2 separate regions of the Mus musculus genome follow, and region 1 is linked to region 2. A link is a contact called in public Hi-C data. All regions are on one chromosome and are shown on one strand. The core of a region is the stretch at or near the end of the contact, and the rest is flanking DNA. Distances in the headings are between cores, read along the strand shown.

Region 1 (6,543 bases), core at 1,230-3,729, 140 kb before region 2:
CCATGGAGACAGGAAAGGCTTCACACACCCTCACACCTGCCTGGTCCAAAGCTCCAGCCCTTTTCCTGCCTCTCCTTTGCAATATCTGTCCCTCATTTATTCATAGCGAAGTTTACAAGGTGTAACTACTATTTTATTCCTTACTATTTCAACTGCAGAGTCACTTTGTGAGACAGACAAGAGAAAGGCCACCCCCTTTCTCTAATAAGAAATGAGGTTCAAAGAGACACAGAAGCCCTGCCAGTGACTAGAAAAAATCAAAGGACCATGAACTGGTTAGTTAGAGCAGCCCAGTGGTCATGAATTGGTACCTTTATAAGGATAAAGTTAGTTACTGTGCCCTGGCATTAGTTAAGTACTGCTTAATAAAGCTTTCTACCATCAGTTCTACACCAATCACAATCTCTCATCCTGAAATACTGAAAGTCAGCAGAGGGCCACACAAATAAACAAAGTGTCACTGCTCTCCTGCATGGAGGCCATGTCCCCCCTGGCTGAGGAAGGCACAACCCTAGATTCTCAGGAGAATTAATCTCTCAGAGACTCAGTGCCTCAGGGATGTGATGTCAGCCTCAGTGTCTGTCTTTCACTCTGTCACTATGTCTCTGTAGCAAGTTGCTGCCCTGATGGTTTGGGAATGCTCATAGCCATCCCCTCCCATCTTCCTTAGACATCCCTGGGACTGGAACAAAAGTGGAGCAACCCTAGTCCATGTTCTCTGCAACATTCAAGGACCGTTACAGTGCTCACACAAAAAGAGAAAGAGTGATGTCGTGCAGGGCCACTAAAATCATAGCATCTTCCCGACCCTTCCCTCTATTCCTGATCCTCACTCTTCTTGCAAATTACCCTTGGGGATGAGGCTGCAAGAAGCCAGCCACCCTGGGACCTCTCAGAGAGCCAGGGGCTAGGCAATTCAGCTTGATGAACTCTAAGTAACAAGATGCAGAGGCTGGCATTTAAGATACTCTTTGTAGGTCTTGCTCTCATTACCTAACTTCAGACAAGGGCAAGGCAGATGCAGTCCCACCTCCCCAGAGCCTACACTGGCTGTCCCTGTGCCAAGCATTTATTAAATGACATTTCACACTTACATTCTCTCTTCTGTCTGGTCCCCTTCCATGCCTGAAATGAATTAGAGCAGAGATGTGAGCATCAAGAGTTTCAAAGAGCCAGCCCCAGAATATAATTTCAGTAAATCGCATAAGGAGAAATAAAACCTACTGAGCCGTGGCCAAAGGGGAAGTTGCCAGTGCCAGCAGAAATGCTGGGGTTGGGAGAGAAGGGAAATGTGGCCACTGGATGCCCTGTTATCTTTGCAAGCTGAGCTAGGCAAACCTTTGTTCTATAGCGCTACTATAGCAAATAATTACACAATTATACACGTATATATGTTTAGTCAGCTTTTAGGAGCTATTAAATTTCACTGAGTAGATGTTTTTCCAAGCAAATAAAAACATTTTCAGTAATATTCTTCTTTGCTGAGGTTTCAAACCAGCCACCACAGGGCTTGCCCTTCAAGTATTAAGAAAACAGTTGGCAAAGGTCCCTGCTCCGGGCTTTGCCAATAGGGCCTTGGTGTCATTGGCACAGATGGGCCAGTCCAACAGCTTTGACAATAGCTGTCTAAGCGTTGGGAGAGGCATCTGTACTTCCTGGGAGAGAGGTAAAGAGGGGAGGGAGAGAAGGAGGGAAGGAGGGGAGTGATAGGAGGAAGAGATGGAGGGAGGGAGGGAAGGAGGGAGGGAGGGAGGGATAGGGAGGGATAGGGAAAAAAGAAAGGAGAGAGGGAGGGAGGCAAGGATGGGTGGGTGGATAGAGGGAGGGAGAGAAGAAGGGAGGAAGGGAGGGAGGAAAGGAGAGGGATGGAGGGAGGCAAGGATGGATGGGTGGATAGAGGGAGGGAGAGAAGAAGGGGGAGGGAAGGAGGGAGGGAGGGAGGAAGAATGATTTGTTGAGTAGCTAATGTCAGATGTTTCTTATGTCGTCCATCAGTTCTTGCCCTGTTTTATTGAAAATTTTGGTATTTTGGCCATTAAATTGTTTTTTATGTGCTCTGATTTTGTTAAATAATCCATTAAAATGCTATGAAAGTCAAAGACTGGGGATTTTCTTGGCACACTGTGGCCCTTAGTCTTGACTGAATCCTCACAACAGCCAAACCAGGGCGATGGTTATGAACCTTTATAGACAGAGGAGATAATGAAACTCACTGCTCCCCTCCAAGTAGCAGGGCTGGCCCAGAACCCAAGTGCACTTGTGCCGTTTGGTAAATAGACCATACATGATTTTATAGCACAGGTAAAGCTGCTAGAACTGAGCTCCGTCTCCTGTCGTTGTAAAAATGGTTGAGCAGTAAGAAAGCAGCTAATGCAGGCCTAGAACCAGCGCACCCCCACCCCCACCCCACACCCCTGCTCCCTTACAAAATAAAGCTGCAGGTGCAGTTCCTATGAGCTGTTCAGGCTTCAGTCTGACAAGGCAGGAAGTCCAACAAAACCAAGTCTGGTTCAGACAAGGACTCCGACAGCAACCACACAGCCCTCCCCATTAAGTGCTGCTACTCGCCCCCTCCTCAGCTACATTCCCATTCTCTTGACAGACCTCAGTAGCTTTCATCCAACCAGCAAGGAAAGGAGCCCTCAACCTCTCAAGTATTGGAGTTCAAAGGCCCGACTCAGGCAGCACAGGACAGTCACCTTGGAACTGGTGGCTTCCTCGTTGTCACGGGTCCGAGTCTTTCATTTCTTTCGTGTCTGTCCATGGCTGGTGGCAAAGGAGGCTTTTGTATCTTGGGTAAATGTTCCCTGAGTGGGAAGAGAGAGGAGATATATATATATAAAAGCCACTTTCATTGGGCAGAGATCTGCAGCAGAATTCTGGACTTGGTACAGTATGACAGACACTTACCTCCCCAATGGGGCTGAGGGCTGCAAGACAACAAGGAAGACACGTGAGGATCAGACACTTTCCAAAGAGTCAGGACAAGATAAAAGCAAAACAAACAAAGACTAAAATCATAAACAAACCAGAAAAGCAGCCTACCTTATCAGAAAATGGTGGTTTCTTTCCTGTAAACAAGGTTGAACAGAACATTAAATTTGGAACAGGCATGAGGTTAGGGCTGAAAAACAGATTCTGATGAAAACCGTGTCTGTGTCTCTAGGGGAAGTCTGACTTTAAGCAGGGGCTTCAGATCTGAAAGGTCTTTTGAGGAACACCTGGCTTGCCAAACTCACACAGCTGTGCACATGCTAATAGGATTGTGGGATCTGAGCTTCTTTTCAACATGCGGCTTGGCTGAGCATCAAATGGGTGAATATCTTCTTGAGATTCTATGTCTTTCTCATTGGCTTAAGCATCTGCTGTCTGGCCTAGTTTGAATTTTGAAGTAAACCAGTGTGTAATGAAGGTGAAATTTTGCCCTAAATCCTGTGGTACACTTGATATTATGTAAAGACTTCCATACAAGGGCTTTTGGAGATTGTCTTGGTGTGCCAAAACTACTTTAGTGGTGGTGGAAGTGGTTGTGGTGGTAGTCAAGGTGGTAGTGGTCATGGTTGTGGTTGTGGTACTGGTCATCTTGGTGGTGGTGGTCATGGCTGTGGTTGTAGTCACCAAGGTGTTAATGGTGTTAGTGGTGGAGGTGGTGGTGGTGATGATGGTGGTAGTGGTGGTGGTGGTTGTGTTCATGGTTATGGTACTGGTCATTGTGGTGGTGGTGGTGGTCATGGTCATGATTGTGGTCCTCATGGTGGCTATGGTGGTGGCAATGAATTTTGTTTGCTCACTTGCTTTGATATCTTTGAGAACAGATGGTATTGAAGCCAAGTATTTATACCCAAGGGCCCTTCAACATTATAATTAAGGTTCCAGTAGATCTGGAAGCAGGTCTGCTAATACCTGAGCATGTTGGATCTCAGGTACCTTGGCTGTGAAGTCAGTGTAGGTTTGCCATAAGGGTCAGATGATAACTTATATGCAAGGTCAAGGACAGGATGGGTGTGGGTTGACAGATGCTGGCTAGCTCCTCTTTCTTTCCTACCCCCTCCCCATACTTACTACCCTAAGGTACATGCTGACAGTGTCCATCTGGAATCACAGATTCACAGAATCCCACAAGGGCTGAGTTCATGTTTGACCCAGGAAGGTCTGAGGAGCTTGCCTACTTTGAATAACTCACTAGCCAAGGGAAAAGCATTCTTGGGGCACAAAAGGAGTTTCATAAATATTTAGAGTTAGCGATTAAACATCTTATTTAAAGGGACACTCCAAAAACAAATGAATAGTCTTTGGACAAAGGAGGCTTTCCATTTTCAGAAAATATTTGATTCATAAGAAACAAATCAACCAACTAAACAGCGATCTTGTGATATGCCTACACTCTGGCCACGTTAGGAGCTTGATGGTTATAGGCTAAGCATTAGTGGAAGACGTTAGTCATTCCACAGCTTCATTAACAAGGATGTAACTCAAAGTTCAAACATGGATCATCAGGAAACATCATCTCTAAAATGTCTACAGACATCGCAAAAGGTGACTCTTTAAGAGAGTGAGTTGTGTATACAGATGACTGTGAAGTCGTCACATCTGTATCCCACTTTCCTGATGCCCTGGCTTAGAGAGCAGGGTTCGAGTCTGGGTCTCGTCTACCTTTCTCTTTATATGATGTGTACAGCTCTCTACAGTGAACTGCAAATGCATGACTCAGCAGAGTTAGATTGGGAGTCAGAGATACGACAACGAGCTGCAGCTTCCAATCCAATCCAAGATCTCAAAGTCATTTTGCCAACCAAGGAGACTACTGAGGCCAAGAAAGGGCAAAGGCCTTGTTCAGAGTCCCACTGAAGAGGAGAAGGTATGGAGCCTAGATATGGATTCTGTGTTTACTCCGTTTAGGTACCTCTTGCCTAGATACACCTTGTCTACAGCAAGTTCAAAGGCCACCACCTCAGTGCAAAAGTCAGAAAGACATGGGTTCAAGTCTTAACCCACCTATACAAGACAGAGCATACTATTTGACCTCTCTGACCCTTCATCGTCTGAGAGGTGGAGATAACACACCCTTCACTGGCTTGGCCTAAGGATGCAAAGCACCTGCCCCATCCTAGATGTTCAATAAATTGTAACTAAGTTTTAGGGATGAATTAAAGAATACCTCTATGTAAGGGTAGCTAGAATCAAGGCAGCTGGAACCATGAGTAAATTGTGGGAAAAGTCCGTAGTGTTTCATCAACTGAACGCGCCACCGCAAAGGGCAATTTTGACATCTGAACATTTTAGAAAGCGTATCCTCCTAAGAGAACATCCTCTTGACATGAGACTGTGGCCTAAGCATGCAGCATCCCCTGGGTCAGTAAACTAATAAATAGCAACCAAAACAGCTGACTACAGCTCTCCTGGTGCTCTTGCCTCTCAGCCCATTTCCTCCTTGAGTACCAGGTTGCATCCTCCTGTGCCTTGGCCACAGTACACACAGCTCACAGGCATGGTGGAGCAGGCACAGCCCAGGGACTGAGAGCAGGGCTTCTGGCACCAGGCTGATCTGGGTTTAGGTCTCTATTTTCATCATTTGGTCACTGAGTAATGTTAGAAAGTTACTGCTTTGTGCTTTGATTTCTTCCTCTGTAAAATGAGGATGTTTCTCACAAATTTACAGTATTATACCAGTAGTAAAATGAGATTTTGTGTGTGTGTGTGTGTGTGTGTGTGTGTGTCTTGGTGGAGTTCTCTCCCCAAATGTGTGTGTGTGTGTATGTATATGTGTATGTGTGTATGTGTATGTGTGTGTATGTATATGCATGTATGTATGTGCTTCTGTATGTATGTATGTTTATATATATACATATATAAGTATATATACATGAATATTCATATATATATATACATAGATAGATAGATAGATAGATAGATAGATAGATAGATAGATAGATAGATTGTGTGTGTGTGTGTGTGTGCTTAGCACTCTACAAACGTACCCATTATTATTATGCATAAAATACGAATAATACCAACCTAGTATGAAGGGCTCTCGGTCAAGAGGGGCCAGTGAGCGGTCCAGGGGAGGTTTTGTGCTTCTGTCTATTGATGGAGCAGGCACTATAGTATAAAAGGGTAAGGTCAGTTAAATAAAATGAAAGCATCTGGCTGGGGATTGGGAGGATGGGCTGGTGGGCAGAAAGCACCCTGTGCTTACACTTTGCTGTCTTGTTGTTTCCACTTCTGCTGGGCTCTTCGTGGTTGGGATGGGGTGGAGACAGTGGCTGCATGGAATTAAAAAAAAAATCCAAATGTTTAGAAGCTTTTCCACAACAGCTTCTTTTCGTCTTAGTGGCATTCTCTCCCCAGTAGCTGGATCCCTTTCCTTCATCTTCAGGTCTGATCCACAGTTAGCTGTCCCCTCTGTCAGCTGAGCTTCCGAGGTTGTGCCCCTCTGAACTTCCTCACTCTCTCATGCCCCAGGCCTTCAACACGGCAAAGGACCAGGCTGAAACTTCCCTACCAAGCCCTCCAAGGGTCTAGTCACATCAGAAGTGAGACATG
Region 2 (6,220 bases), core at 2,754-5,253:
GAAAGGCTCTGAGGAACTTGTTAGTTTCATTGTGGTGAGCTCTCCAGAGATGACCACTTAGACAGTTTACAGCCAGTTGAAAGTCTTTATTACAGCAGGCTGGGACTACACAGAACTATTTAGAACACAGGAGTCTTTTAAGGAAAAAAAAAAAGCTTGTCCTGCCATCTCACTTGGAAGCTGTGGGGGTAGGGAGCAGTGCTCCACAGAGTAAGCACTTCAAAGCAAGCAGTGGTAATAGATGTTGCAATAAGAGGTTAACCGGGTAGGGTCTATACAAACAGGCAGTTTTAACAAAAGTTGGTAAGTTAGTTGACCTTTGTTTCCTACAATAGAGTTGGGTAGTTTTCCATGGGATTCTCCAATAAGGAGATGAGATAGTAGTTAAAACTGGAGTGGCCTCAGCAAGAATACAAGGCCAGCATCAGCAAAGCCCAAGATGGCCAGCAGAGTGGCAAGGTGTACTAATACCACACAACATTGTCCACTGTCTGTTGGGTGATCTTTATAGCCTTTCCAAACATCCAAACACAGTCTCTCAAGCTTCTGCCCTAGCTAAACATCACAAGTCCTTTCTTCAGGCTGCTTCAGGAAAACGCCACATGTCGGTTCTTACCAAAACATCCTCCCACGTGTCTGCTTCAGTAACAATATTCTCCCATAAGTCAGAGGTATACTGGCCAAGTTCCTCCAAAAAGAAATGGTGGCTCTGAACTTTTGTAATAAGTCTCTTCCAATCAATGTGTATGAGCAGCCCAGCATAACCAGAAAAAACGAGTAACTGTTCCTTGTATCTATGGCGTAGGAGTGTCTTAGGTAGGGTTTTATTGCTATGAAGAAATACCATAGCCAAGACAACTCTTATAAAGGAAAACATTTAATTGGGGCTGGTTCACACTTTAAGAGGTGTAATCATGGTGGGAAACATGACATCCTGCAGGCAGACCTAGAGCTGGAGAAGGAGCCAAAAGTGCTGCATCTTGATTGAAGGCAACCAGGAAGAAACTAGATTTCACACTGGACATAGCTTGAACATTTAAGACCTCAAATCCTCACCTCCACAGTGACTATCTTCCTCCAATAAGGCCACATCTCCTAATAGCATTGCTCCTTATGAGCCAAGCACTCAAACACATGAGTCAATGGGGGCTGAACCTACTCAAACCACCACAGGGAGGTTGTCCATGTAAAGTAGGTAGCTTGGCCAGTTGCTCCTTTAACTGCTACTGTCTTCCTGGAGGTGAGAGATCCAAGGGGTTCTATCAAGACAAAGAGGGCAGCTCTAGTCTATTAGAAAATTAATGGGTTTGTCCCCTACTCTTGTTATCATCGTAGGCTCCCAGGGACAGAGCCACAGGGAGCCTGGGCCCTATCAATGTGCTGGTAGCTGGAGAACTGGATGGCTTTCCTCTTTTTCTTTTCTGCTTGGACATTTATCTTTCTGGTGCCCCTTCTGCTTACAATAGGCACATTAGTCCTTTTCTGGATGTTTTCTTTTCCTTTCTCCTATTTTCTTTCTTGTCCATTTCCAATTACTACATGGGAGAGTTTCTGTCTGTCTGTCTTGGGCTGAATCCGGGTTATTATAAACTTTCTGAGCAATTTCTAAAAGTTGAGGCCTGTTCATACCTTCAAATCCCCCTAATTTCCAGAACTTTCTCCTTATGTTTGGGGCTGACTGCTGACAAAGGCAATATTAATGGCTCACTGGTTGGGGAGGGGGGCATCTGAATCTATGGGAGTAAATACCTGATGTGCCTCACAGAGCCCCATCAGGCCTCTCAACTGACTGGCTAACCTTGGACAATCTGGTAGGTTTTCTGGTACTCTGTACTGAGAGGCTTAGGGGGAATTTTAAAGGCCTCCAGTTGCCCATCTACCTTCCTCCTTAGTGGTCAAAGGTATGAGACAGTCATCTACATATTGGAGCAGAATGCTTTGAGTTCTTGCAGGTAGCTTGAGGTTAGCTCTTCCTTCCTGGTGGCTTGGTCTTAGTGTAAGAGGCAGACCTTGAATAGTGGACAGATATTCAGAATGTTGATAGGTGCTTTGTCTGAGTCGAGTTATTCTGGCTGAGTCCTCCCAACAATGCTTGTTAAAAGTGCTCAATGACTTCTTAACTTCTTCTGTTAACCCAATTAGGTTGGGTAGATAGGAAGGTTTGCTCTACCCAGGGCTTTGTGTCAGGCAGTGTCCTACTGCCTGGCCCCAGAGCCAACTTCCTACTTTCCCACTGGATTGGGTCTCACACCTTGGCTGTAAACAGGGTGTCCAAGGATGGCAATCATTCCAAGTCAGCTGGTGTATATAAAAAACAGTTTCCAACAGGCTGATAAGAGCCAGAGGCTTCTCTGAAAAATGAGGGTTTGCAGTTTTCCAGTTATATAAATCACTGGTAGTGAAGGAAACACAAAACATGAATGGGGGTGGGGAGCTCCTCCCTCCTCCCCTTCCCCTTGTCTGTAACAGGGCCCCCATGCTTTCTCTAAAGGAAGAACAGAAAATGGTCTCATAAGCTCAGACAAAATCTGTCTGGCCTCCCTATAGGCAAAGCCACTCTGTATGAATAGGTGAAAGAAGGCACCAGGGAGTAGTGTTGGCCTCTTGGCCTCCACTCTGGAGAGAACCATTTCTTCTGACCCCGTTAGCATTTTCCATTGGTCCAGTCAGAACATAAGGAGAGGAACACCCATCTCTTCAAGTAGAGTAAGGAGAATCTGTAGTCCCTTTCTGAGTGTTCTGGCCAGACCAAGAACACCCTGACTCCTAAAGAAAGAGAACAGGTTTTCAACCATGAAGATAGACTGAGAACAAGGGTAAGCCAGTGATCCGCATGAGGGAACTGATCAGGATGGCCAGGAAAGCCTGTCATAATGTTCCAGACTGCCCTGATTGCCTGGAGATCCAAAGATCCTTAAGATAGCCACCTTAGCTTAGAAAGGACCCACTCACATTTACAGACTGCAGAGTTTTCCTAGGAAGAAACAAATACCAGAGTCACCCCATTCCGGAGCCCTTCTGAACATGTCCGCACACACCTGAACTTGCTTTCCCTCCCATCACAAGAGCAAGTGACAGACTGACTTAAAGAGACAAAGACCATGCAGATCCAGTCAACAGCAAACAGACAAATCACAGGTGGTCACCAAACATTCATTCATTCAACAAACCACACAGAGCCTGGACACACAGGCTGATCAGGCAAGTTCTGCAGACCAAACTTACCTCTGGAGGTGTTCAGAACAAATGACATCCAATTTGCTCTTGTGAGAGGCTGCATCCAGGTGCCACTGGAACATTCGGCAGCCTTTTGTCAGAAAGGATTTTCATGGGGCCCTAGAAAGTCTCAGGATGGGTGTCCTCTAAGAGTCCTCATTGCCTGTGCACTTTTCCCAACTCGTGGGGGTCAAGAGGCCTCTACATGTCTGGATTCAGTCTGGGATCCCAGTGGGACTTCTAAACTGTTACAGGAAGCTCACTAGAGATGACCACTCAGACACAATGTGTAGCCAATTAAGCCTTTATTCCAGAAGACTGGGACCACGCCCACGTGTTCAGGGGCTGAGGTATGGTCTGAGAGCATCCAAACCAAGGGGTTTTTTAAGGCAAAACCCTCATTCTGGCATCTTGTTCAGCAGCTGCAGAGGGAGGATAGAAGCGGGAGTGGGGTGGGGTGGGGTGGGGTGGGGTGGAGTGGGGACTTCACAGAGGAAGAAGTTCAAAGCAAGCAGTGTTAGCAGATGCTAAGATAAGTGGTTAGCTGGAGGAGGTTCTGCACAAACAGGCAGTTTTTTAACAAAAGTTAAGATAAGCTGGCTAGGAACTCAGTTCCTAGAACAGAGTTGGGTAATTTTCTATGGGATTCTTCATCAAGGAAGTCAGATTTTAGTTAAACTGGGAATGGCCTCAGCAAGAACACAAGATGGAGGAACCTCTGCACTGTCTTGCCTGGTCAGTTTCTTCCTCACTTAACACATGGCATGTACCAAGCTACAGTAGCTATTGGCCAGTAGATGGTGTGATCTATCAGCTCATCAAATAACCTCGTGTGAGCGAGCATGACTACATACCAAGTCTGACATGTGTATTTCCTGGGGAAGTCGTCAGTAGATACATGGCTTATCTCATAATCAATGGCTTCTCATGACTAAGGAAAGGTAGCCTGGAGATTTTCAAGGAGAGGACTCAAGACCCTGGCAAATGGTGTAGTAAGGAAGCAAAACTGACCACTTAGCTGAGGGTTACTCCAGGATGTGACCAATGAATTTTTAACAAAGAAGTCAACACCCTAGGGAGGCGGGCTTCTTTGAAATCCATTTTAAAAAGCTCTGCCTGATACTATTGGTAACTTACAGAACATGAATCAGAATCCACCTGGGCATCCCTGAATTTACAATGGCCTATACCTCACATCTCCACCTAGACCACAACGCTTCCTGAGGGCAGAGCGAAGCTCACAGAGTCACTCTACCTGCATCCTGCTGCTGCAGAGAGGCTCCTGCCATGCCACTGCAGACTTAAGGGTGAAGATTACACTGTTGCTCAAAACCCAGCGTCATCTTCAGCAGGGAGGTGACAGTGACTTTCTTCACAGTGATGTCTAGTTAAGGAGCTGGCCCTCCCAGCAAGCGTATGCTTGACTCACAAAGCAGCTCAGCTGTGTGGCTTCAGGCAAGCTGCCTCATTTGCTGAGCTGCTGCGCCACAGATCTTATCCTCCTCCGTGGTACAGGAAGAGAAAGCGCTTCTGACTGCACATAAACCCAGGGACCGACTACGGACAGAGCAGATACTCTAAAGAACAAAAGGGCACCAGCAGCTGCTGATGTTACCTGGTTAAATGAAGTCAACTTGAAATCCCAGCAGAGGCCATCAACCAGAGGAAGAGTGGAGAGGGGGAAGGGCAGAGCTTATGAAGGAAGGCTGGAGAAAGGGCTGTGAGTGGCTTATGGAAGTTCCCTACCCCTGAGGCCTGGCTTAGAGCAGGGCTGTGTGGTGTAGGAGCTGTTTATTAACCCTTAGGGAATCTCTACAATTTAGCCTGTAATCTGCTTCCCTCCCCCTTCCCCCTCCAAACACCTACTGAGTATATGCTCTTTGTCAAATAATTCCCCAGGAGTCAAGTAGCCTGGATTTTTGAGAGTATAAACAGACTTATTCAGCAACCCACACAGAACAGGTAGAAAACACCTGTCAGAACCACATTAATGTTCTGAAGTCACTCTCTCCCCCCCACCCCCCAACACACACATACACCCTTCATAGCAGCCAGACAAAAAGCAAGTGGTTGCCCACCCAGTGAAGGCCTTCTTTCCCTCTCGGCCTGCAGAGAGCATTATAGGGAAAATTTTTCAGATAGTTGTTTTGTTTTTTGTTTTTTGTTTTTGTTTTGTTTTGTTTTGTTTTTGGTTTTCAAGACAGGGTTTCTCTGTGTAGCCCTGGCTGTCCTGGAACTCACTTTGTAGACCAGGCTGGCCTCAAACTCAGAAATCCACCTGCCTCTGCCTCCCGAATGTTGGGATGAAAGGCGTTAGCCACCACTGCCCGGCATTGCAGATAGTTTTGTTTCATTCTATTTGGTTGGCTTTTTTGGAAACAAAAAATATTTTAAATGCCTTCTGGTTTTGCACAATGCCTTCCTGTCCCTGCAACCCTTGTCAAAGGGTCTCCACTGAAAATCGAAGAAAAAGGGCAAGATAAAAGAAGTGGAAAGATTCTGTGGGTTCTGGGTCTCTGTGTGGGTGATAAAAAGAAGGCGAGGTACAGTCCAGACGGGCAGCAGTCTACATGCCCTGTAATGGCTCATTACTGGAACACCTAAGCTCCGGAGGCCACCAGCAACACATGCGCCTTGAGCATTTGCAGTTAGGAGTGTTTTCACTCAGGGGCCTACGGCATCTCCTCTGGTCACAGGCTGCAGGCCCTGTGGGTGGAAAGAGAGATTACTGGAGTGGGTGGACCTTCCAAGCTGCGGAAACAAGAGGAACATGGCAGAAGACACTGTTTGAGGCACCCAGCAATCTTCACCCGTTCCATCTCAACCTGGTTACTGAGGCAGTCAAGGTCGCATGGGCAGTAAGAGGAGGATCTGCGTTGTAACCTGAGCCACCCTGGCCACCACTGCATCTCCTAGACTGGCAGTATCACACTTGGATGCACCAGCACTCACACCTTGGTTAGCCAGGGCTTGGTTGTAGGTACACTCAGATTCAGGTGGAGAC

Evidence for each region. Hi-C and Micro-C count contacts between places; a contact is called where the count stands out from the background.
Region 1: a contact with region 2 is called in a Hi-C map of double positive thymocytes, with 2.6 times the contacts expected there. The contact joins two enhancer-like sites. A contact is called at or near these places in 5 of 39 promoter capture datasets (the HPC-7 cell line, cranial neural crest, embryonic stem cells and 2 more), 60 of 484 Hi-C or Micro-C datasets (B cells, the Ba/F3 cell line, CD4 T cells and 34 more), 10 of 115 datasets of contacts at active chromatin or transcription factors (CD8 T cells, the SCID.adh cell line, T-cell acute lymphoblastic leukemia and 7 more) and 3 of 9 other capture datasets (adipose tissue, embryonic stem cells and liver).

The regions. Positions count from the first base shown.
Region 1 is chr11:34,074,772-34,081,314 of GRCm38.p6, reverse strand. Lcp2 (lymphocyte cytosolic protein 2) reads right to left here. Exons shown (of 21, transcript NM_010696.4): 9 at 6,197-6,263; 10 at 6,016-6,099; 11 at 3,046-3,071; 12 at 2,911-2,930; 13 at 2,700-2,807; 14 at 1,095-1,125. All of the region lies in intron 3 of 4930469K13Rik (RIKEN cDNA 4930469K13 gene), which reads left to right. Among named protein-coding and RNA genes, the nearest start is that of 4930469K13Rik, 21 kb to the left of the region's middle. Within about 2 kb of position 2,479, at least 22 of the 459 cell types and tissues checked have an H3K27ac peak or open chromatin away from gene starts, as enhancers often do. A contact at or near this core is called in DN2 thymocytes, the SCID.adh cell line, T-cell acute lymphoblastic leukemia and 2 more, where this site is marked.
Region 2 is chr11:33,937,509-33,943,728 of GRCm38.p6, reverse strand. Gm36395 (a long non-coding RNA gene) reads right to left here. Exons shown (of 2, transcript XR_381158.3): 2 at 5,774-5,922. It also overlaps a transcript of Kcnip1 not described here. Among named protein-coding and RNA genes, the nearest start is that of Gm36395, 8.5 kb to the right of the region's middle. Within about 2 kb of position 4,003, at least 83 of the 459 cell types and tissues checked have an H3K27ac peak or open chromatin away from gene starts, as enhancers often do. A contact at or near this core is called in DN2 thymocytes, the SCID.adh cell line, T-cell acute lymphoblastic leukemia and 2 more, where this site is marked.